2 separate regions of the Hordeum vulgare genome follow, and region 1 is linked to region 2. Evidence: chromatin contacts called from public Hi-C data. All regions are on one chromosome and are shown on one strand. Each heading gives the region's core, a stretch centred on a gene start, on an enhancer-like site or on the middle of the called end of the contact. The rest is flanking DNA. Distances are from core to core; before and after follow the strand shown. Region 1 holds the start of LOC123452240 (beta-glucosidase BoGH3B-like). Region 2 has its middle 11 kb from the start of LOC123452238.

Region 1 (3,888 bases), core at 925-3,424, 83 kb after region 2:
TACCGCCAAAGGGTCCGACGGTAGCAAAAGGGTCAGATCTGAATCCCCCCACCCCCCACCCACCCGGGTCAGATCCGGCCTAACTATATGGAAAGGATCAAGATAGTGAATTTGGCCACCCGACGCACGCGGAGCAGCACAAAAGAGACAAGCGGGCGCGGCTCAAAGCCCTACAGAGAGATGGCCCCGGTCGCGCTCGAGGTCCACGCATCATGCACCCTTGAGGAAAACCGACCGCGAGCGGAAGGGCCGCCAAGATCAGGCAACTCGGAGCGCACGAGGGAGGCATCAACATGAGGCGCGCAAACAACGAAAGGCATGGAGGACAGTCTCGCGTGCCAATGCCTTTTTCGAATAAAAATGATTGTTGGACCATGTTTTTTATCTAACCAACCGTATATCAGTGATATTTGAGGGAAAGGGAATTTCTAGGAGATCCATTCACACCTAAGAATCGACGAAAAGAACTCTTTCCTCCTTCGCAAGAAAAGATTTCACACTTTCTTCCTCCTATCGGCACTACCATTGGTCCTCTCCGTCTTCGATAGCCTTTAGGCAATGGATGTATGGAGAACCTCGACCCCCACCGGCCAGAGGGATCATGTTCTCGTTCTTATTAAGTCCAACGTCTTTGTTGGGGTTGTGTGGCGACGACGATGCCACTCACTGGAATAATGTCCCACATACTCTATCCTTGCCCCCCAATGGTGCGTCTAGCATCATTGGAGAGCGTGTGGAGGTGTGTCGCTGTCGGATCTCGCTAGATTTGCCCAATGTAAGTGACTGGAAGGCGAGGACGTGCGTGTGGCATGATATTTTGCAAAGAACACCCTGGTATTTTACTTGTTCACATAAAAAACCTCTCAATTTTTTCCTTAAATAATCCTAAAAAATGACTTTGACAATTGAGCCCCACCCGCCAGGACACAATACAACAAAGAAAAATGAGGACGCAAAATTAAGCACTCGCAGGTTCGAACCGACCTTAAACGCAAGTGCGAAAAGGCTAGCCATCACACCACGTATCACTTTGTATAAATGGGAGTTCTGTCCGTAATGACCTATAGACAAGAACCCACATAGGCCTTAAATGTCCTCGATCACCGCGGGCCATTTTTATCTATTACCTTTATTTCATTTCATAACATTTTGTAAGAATACATAAAAAATATTATACATACAAATAAATTAACTTATTTAAGATAATGTTCTTCTAATTATAAGAAAATGATTTAAGAAAATGTTCATGTAATTCTAAAAATATATTCTTATTTAACATAATGGACATGTAATTATAAAAAATATATTACTTAAAATAATGTTCATGTAATTCTAAAACTATTGTCATCTAAAATAATTTTCACATAATTCTAAAAAAGGTTTGTATTTAAAATAATGTCAATCTTATCCTATCAAATATTAAATTATTTTCTAAAAATATTTCTATAGTTAAAATAATATTTACATATTATAATAATTTTCGCAACTATAAAAGAAATCATGCATTATTAATGTTTTAGAAAAATATTCATATAATTTTAGGATGTATTCATGCATTCGGGTAAATATTCATGTACTGAATTACGAGAAATATTATTACTTTGTAATATTTACATGTTTCCTCCTTTGTAATTTTTACAAACGGGGTGCTTCTCACTGGTATTTTCAAGGAAAATAATCAAGGGGGTTTTTTGTGATTAAAAAATTTCTAAGGTGTTTTTTGTAAAAACCTTGGTCGCCCGTCCATCCGTGCATTTTCTGTCCCTGACAGTGGGTCGTCCAAACCAAGTTCTGTCACCGTTTCATTGTATGCCGCAAGTTTAGAACCAAACTGAATTTTCTTGCCAAATTCAAGCACTTATGGTGTAAGTGACTCTCTCTATTACTACTTGTAAATTTGTAACACTTGTAATAAAATGCATTAACTGTTTTCAGTTCAAGCAATGGACAACAAGAACACACTATAAAAAGATTTGCCCACCTCTCATGATTGAGGGATGGTGGCGGCAGCGCTCTTCGACTCGTTCTAGTGCCTGGTTCTAATTTTATTATATCTGATGTTTATTACTGCTATGCTTGTGCGGCATGGGTTGCCCAAAGTAGCGGCTGCCGGGTCCCGCATGTGCCTAGATATGTTTGAAAACCTAATCTGACCCGACGGATACGCAGTCGTCAATAGTTCATGCAACTTGACCCCCAAAAAATACACATTTCTCGAACGCGGAGACCGGCACGCGCGAGCACGGCGGCCATGGCTCCTCCTCCTCCCGCCGTCACCTGCCCTTCCCCACTCTTCTCTTTAAATTGTTGCACCGTCCTCGGCTCCTCCCGCCGTCGAACGCGTCCTGCCTCCACCACCCGACATGGCAGACGGCGGCCGCTCCGGCGTTGTTCTCGCCGCGCTCCTGCTCTTCTGGGCCGTGCTCGGCGCTGAGGCCGACCACGCGCTGTACAAGGACGCCGCGCAGCCCGTGGAGGCGCGCGTCGCCGACCTCCTGGGGCGGATGACGCTCGCGGAGAAGATCGGGCAGATGACGCAGATCGAGCGTCTGGTCGCCACGCCGGAGGTGCTCAGGGACAACTTCATCGGCAGCCTGCTCAGCGGCGGCGGCAGCGTGCCGCGGAAGGGCGCGACGGCCAAGGAGTGGGCGGACATGGTGGACGGCTTCCAGAGGGCCTGCATGTCCACGCGGCTCGGCATCCCGATGATATACGGCATCGACGCCGTGCACGGCAACAACAACGTCTACGGCGCCACCATCTTCCCCCACAACGTCGGCCTCGGCGCCACCCGCGACCCCGACCTGGTGAAGAGGATCGGCGAGGCCACCGCGCTCGAAGTCAGAGCCTCCGGCATCCAGTACGCCTTCGCGCCGTGCATCGCGGTAAACAAAATCTCTGAGCAACATTTTCTGAATTTTGAATACTCACTCACTTGCTGCTTTCCTTATCATGAACAGGTGTGCAGAGATCCGAGGTGGGGCCGGTGCTACGAGAGCTACAGCGAGGACCGCCGGATCGTGCAGTCCATGACGGAGCTCATCCCGGGGCTTCAGGGCGACGTCCCCAAGAACTTCACCAGCGGCATGCCTTTCGTCGCCGGGAAGTAAGATCCAGTCCATCAACACTTTGGAAGAAATGCCACTACCATGTAGGAGTAGAATTCAATTCAAATACTTTTGGGAACTGCAGGAACAAGGTGGTGGCCTGCGCGAAGCACTTCGTCGGCGACGGCGGCACGGTAAACGGCATCAACGAGGACAACACCATCATCAACCGCGAGGGCCTGATGAACATTCACATGCCGGCCTACTTCGACGCTCTCGCCAAGGGCGTCTCCACCGTCATGATCTCCTACTCCAGCTGGAACGGGGTCAAGATGCACGCCAGCCAAGATCTGGTCACTGGATACCTCAAAGACACGCTCAAATTCCAGGTAAAAAAGAGTGCAAAACAATTACACTCGAGGAGTCGATGTGTTCTTGCACGCTCAGATTCAGTGTTCTTCATCAGTTTGATTCTTATTTTTAGTCTTCAGATGTTCATTGCCTTTGTTGCATCTTAACTGCAGGGCTTCGTGATCTCAGATTGGAAGGGTATTGACAAGATCACGAGCCCTGAAGGGTCGGACTACCACTACTCTGTCAAGGCTTCTGTTCTTGCCGGCCTTGACATGGTAAGCAAAACAAAACTTTCTTCTCTGTGAATGCCGTGCTGCTTACTGAGATCTTTGTTTCTCGTGATGTTACAGATCATGGTGCCTAGTAACTACACGCAGTTCATAAGTATCCTGACTGGCTACGTCAACAGCGGAGTAGTCCCGATGAGCAGGATCGACGACGCCGTCACCCGGATCCTGCGCGTCAAGTTCGCCATGGGCCTGTTCGA
Region 2 (4,156 bases), core at 1,270-3,769:
AAAAGTTCGTCAAAACCTATCAACATGAAATTTAATTTTAAATATCTCGACGTGAGGAATTCAACAATGAAAATGGTTTGATATTTTGATGCACGATTTAAGAGATAAAACGTTTTGAAAATAACTGATCTAAAAACTTTCAGGTTATGATAAGTGACACACATGTAATGCACCACTTGTCGCAACCTGGAAGTTGCGAATGATCTTTAAAGAGAGTACTCGTCAATTAAAGATTTCGGCAATACGAGGTCCCATGGACTGACGGGTCAAATTGAAAGTTTGAGTTCTACTGCCCCATGGGCGAGCTGATCGGGCCGGCCCATGTCCCGATTAATCTGTTTAGAAGAGGAAAAATTAATACAGAAAATAAACATTTTCTTGTTCGTGTGTAGTAAAGTTTGACGTGAAATTAAAAGTAAATACACACAATGTATTTGAAAGAAATGTGCCGCATATTCAAACAATGTCCATTGCATACTACTCCCTCTGTTTCTAAATTTGTGTTTTTTTAGAAATTTTAATTTAGACTACATATGGATGTGGCCTCTACTAAAATCTGTAAAATGACTTATATTTAGAAAAGGAGGGAGTAGAAAAATATTTCTAGAGATTTATTCACTTTGTTTTGTATGTAGTCTCTAGTAAAATATCTAAAATAACTTATATTTAGAAATGGAGAGAGTAGAAAAATGTCCATCCCATGTTTAAATTTTCTCATTGTGTATTATAAAAGAATTCATCATTCATTATTTGAAATTTTGTGTATGTGAAACACACACAAAATCTTTACCTAATAATAAAGAGGCTATTGCTTCCGTCGAAAAACCTACAGAGGTGATTTTACAAAAAGCCCTTACTGTTTATGACATTAAACTTGTAGTATATATTAAGTATTTTTTTAAATACTCATATCTTTTAAACCGCAACTTCAAATTTAACATATTATACATGGAATTTGATTAGAAAAATATGTAGAATTTAAATATGATATTATTTTATCTGTTAAACGTTTAATAAAAATACTATCTAGGGTGCAATCTTAATTAATAAGTCATTATTCGTCTTTCTTTCATACCGGTACTCATCCGGGTTGGGAATGAACACGTCAATAAAATCAGGATTAGAGATGAAACTGAAGGTCACTTGACTGATTCTTTGTACGTATTAAATCTACATGCAAGCCGTGTTAAAATAGAAGACCTGTGAAATTTTAAACTGCATTTTTGTAGGATAAGACCATCTTTATTTGTATCGTAACTATAAATTCTTAAATTATAGACATTTTTTATAAATTAAGAGCGTGTGCCGTGTGGTATTTCTTTCTCCCGTTGTAACGCATGGGCCTTTTGCTAGTCAAAGAAAAATGAACAAAAAGGGGGGAAATGAACACATAGGAGAGAAAAAAAATCAGCCACCATACAAATATCATCGTGTATTATAAAATTCACATGGCTGATTGAAGGTAAAAACATCTCACCAAGCACGTGTCGGCGTGTTTCCCGGTCAGCCCGTTCCGGATCAGCACCAAGTCGAAGCAAGTCGGCCGGCTTGGATGACGATAACGCCGGTGCGTGCGCCGGGTGTCACGACTCACACGTACGGCCGCGCGATATTACTCGTTTACTTGTGGCAGTACAATAGCAATTCTACGTTGTCCTACTCACGCACCTGCCTTTTACGTGCAAGAACAGGGTACGACCGTGCTAGAAATGACAAGAAAGCGTCGACGTCTCGCCGGAAACGTTGGTCACCTAAAATCTTTTGGCCCTGATCCGGATGGGAGTACGTGGCGCCATGGTTCGAGGTGGACATGCCCGTAAAAGAACAAAAGGTGATCAATCTACACGTATTAGCCTTCGAAGCAACCTATGTGTGTGTGAGCAGGATGGTTGATGTGATGTGCCTATAGGATGACGCGGTTTTCGATTCAGAATCGAATTGGTTTTGAGCAGTTACGATAACTACTATTCCCTCCGTTTCTAAATATAAGTTTTTTTTAAAGGTTTCACTATTATACTACATACGAATGTAGATAGACATACTTTAGAGCATACATTCAATCATTTTGTTTCGTATGTAGATCCTTAGTGAAATCGTTTAAAAGATTTATATTTAAGAACGGAGGGAGTAGTAGAGGCGGCAACGCGTCGCAGTGTTAATACGTGCGCACTTGTCCACCTGTTCCGTTTTTGCTGCCATGCATGCACGGTTGTCCCGGGTGCACATGCAACGATCGCCCATACATGTACGCGACCTAGGCAGCTAGGCTCCAGCCATCTCCTTCGCACTGGTGAACGGCGATCGATCAAGGAGGATGCGTGCACGTACGTACCTACGCACCTTGAGGGAAATAACATAACACTCGGCCAATGCATGCATGCATGCATGAGCCGTGTGTGGCTGCTATTAATGCGGTACGTACGTACGACGGCAAGGCGTCGTGTCGATGTGGATCGGTCACAAATCAATCCACCAAGTCCCATAAAGCCGGTAGTCATCGTTCCAGGTTCTATGCTATGCACCACCACCCATCTCTTTCCATCATGCATGCGTCCAACGCGAGGTCGACCCGACCACGTAACGTTGCTATCTGCTTGATTGCTTTTTATTTATTTTTTAAGCAGAGTGCAAGCAAAGTCATTCACATACACGAGCGTACACTCATCTCTATGAACGCACGCACGCATTTTCTATCCCTATGAATAACTTTAAGAGAGTAAGCCGACACATCATCTTGAGATTGACGAATTCACCACTGATGCCTCGTTATCGACGGGAACGTCTCCTCCCACTAAAAACACATCGTCGAAAGAACTGAGATAAATTCAGAAAAATGCAAACAGCAACGTAAAGTCTGAAATTTAAACTCTGATGACAAGGGGATATCATAGTCCTCCTAATCATCCAACCACGAGTTGGTTCACGCAACTGGTTGATTGCTATCCAACAGCAGGAGGCCACGTCCGTCCAAGGGAAACGGCGTGGTGGCAGGTCCCTACGCTCCCGTCGGACCAGATCGATGGATCCAAGCACGGCCCTGCACTGCACGCCACGCCACAATGGCCGGTATCCGTCGCCCACGTCGGGTCACCCGGCCGAGACAATCGCCAGCGCGACGCGCTCTGCCCTACGCGGATGCCCCCATCTTCTCCCGATGCTCTGGTCGATGCGTACGGCACGGTAAAAAAGAGAGAGCTGAAAATCTTGTTACTCAGGCCAGACACACGGCACGAGCGCTCACGTGCCCCACGAGCGCGTTGCCCAGCCCAAAGCAGAGCCGGAAAGGCTAGGAACACAAAAGCCGGCCAGAATCACAGGGGCCGGAGGGTTCTCACGTTCACGTACCAGAGCTGTGCGAGGTTTCCGACCGAGCAGGGCACCGCGTCTACGCCGCGCCAAGATCAATTATTTATTTACTTTGCTTTGACGTGTGCGAACCGGCGGGTCACTGCGCACAGGCACCCGACAGCACGAGTGCCTCGCTTCGTTTACGGGTGAAAGAAAGAGAGAGAGAGGTAACGTGGCGGACGCGTCGACGCTAAGCCACGAGCGTTCCACGCCAGATATATTTACCGGGTACGGCACATCTCTCTGGAGTGTCAAGCCTGGACATTGTTGCGTGCCTCGCCGGACGTGCGGCACAGCTACGTGGACGTGGGCAGCGCGGCCGCCCGTATCAATTTACCGTCGCCGGTTGAAGCAATGTCCGACGTTTAACATGTGCTTGGTGGTGATTTCAAAAAAGAAAAGCATGTGCCTGAATTGTTAGACGAGTTGTGGTATTACCAGTTCAACATGATTTAAGTTTTGATACTCGTATTTATTTTTAAATTTATTTCAGAATTTTCGACGATACACATTCAATAAGGAAAGATGACTTCATAAATTTTAAAATAACTAGTCGGATCAGTCTTTCGAAGATACTCATAAAAAATGATGTGATTTTATAAAGATCGCATGTATATAAACGTTTGCGTCAGTATTGTGTTTAAAAAATAAATTGTAACCCTTCTTCTCCTGCTTCCGCTTTACCTATTTTCTAGGACGTGATACTTGGAGCTGGACAAAGACCCAATGACATGTTCATGGCATGTCATACGCCGTAACATGGCCGTTAGACCGAAAACAGACAGCCCAGATCGCGTGGCTTATCAGA

Evidence for each region. A called contact is a pair of places that touch in the nucleus more often than the background predicts.
Region 1: a Hi-C map of leaf shows a contact between it and region 2, with 2.1 times the contacts expected there. The contact joins the promoter of LOC123452240 here to the enhancer-like site in region 2.

What each region holds. Positions count from the first base shown.
Region 1 is chr5H:527,182,116-527,186,003 of MorexV3_pseudomolecules_assembly, forward strand. It overlaps LOC123452240 (beta-glucosidase BoGH3B-like), which reads left to right and starts at 2,175. Exons shown (of 6, transcript XM_045128858.1): 1 at 2,175-2,885; 2 at 2,961-3,106; 3 at 3,193-3,436; 4 at 3,572-3,676; 5 at 3,752-3,888. The coding sequence starts at 2,364.
Region 2 is chr5H:527,098,967-527,103,122 of MorexV3_pseudomolecules_assembly, forward strand. No RefSeq gene overlaps it. Among protein-coding and RNA genes, the nearest start is that of LOC123452238, 11 kb to the right of the region's middle. Within about 2 kb of position 2,520, at least 3 of the 3 cell types and tissues checked have open chromatin away from gene starts, as enhancers often do. A contact at or near this core is called in leaf, where this site is marked.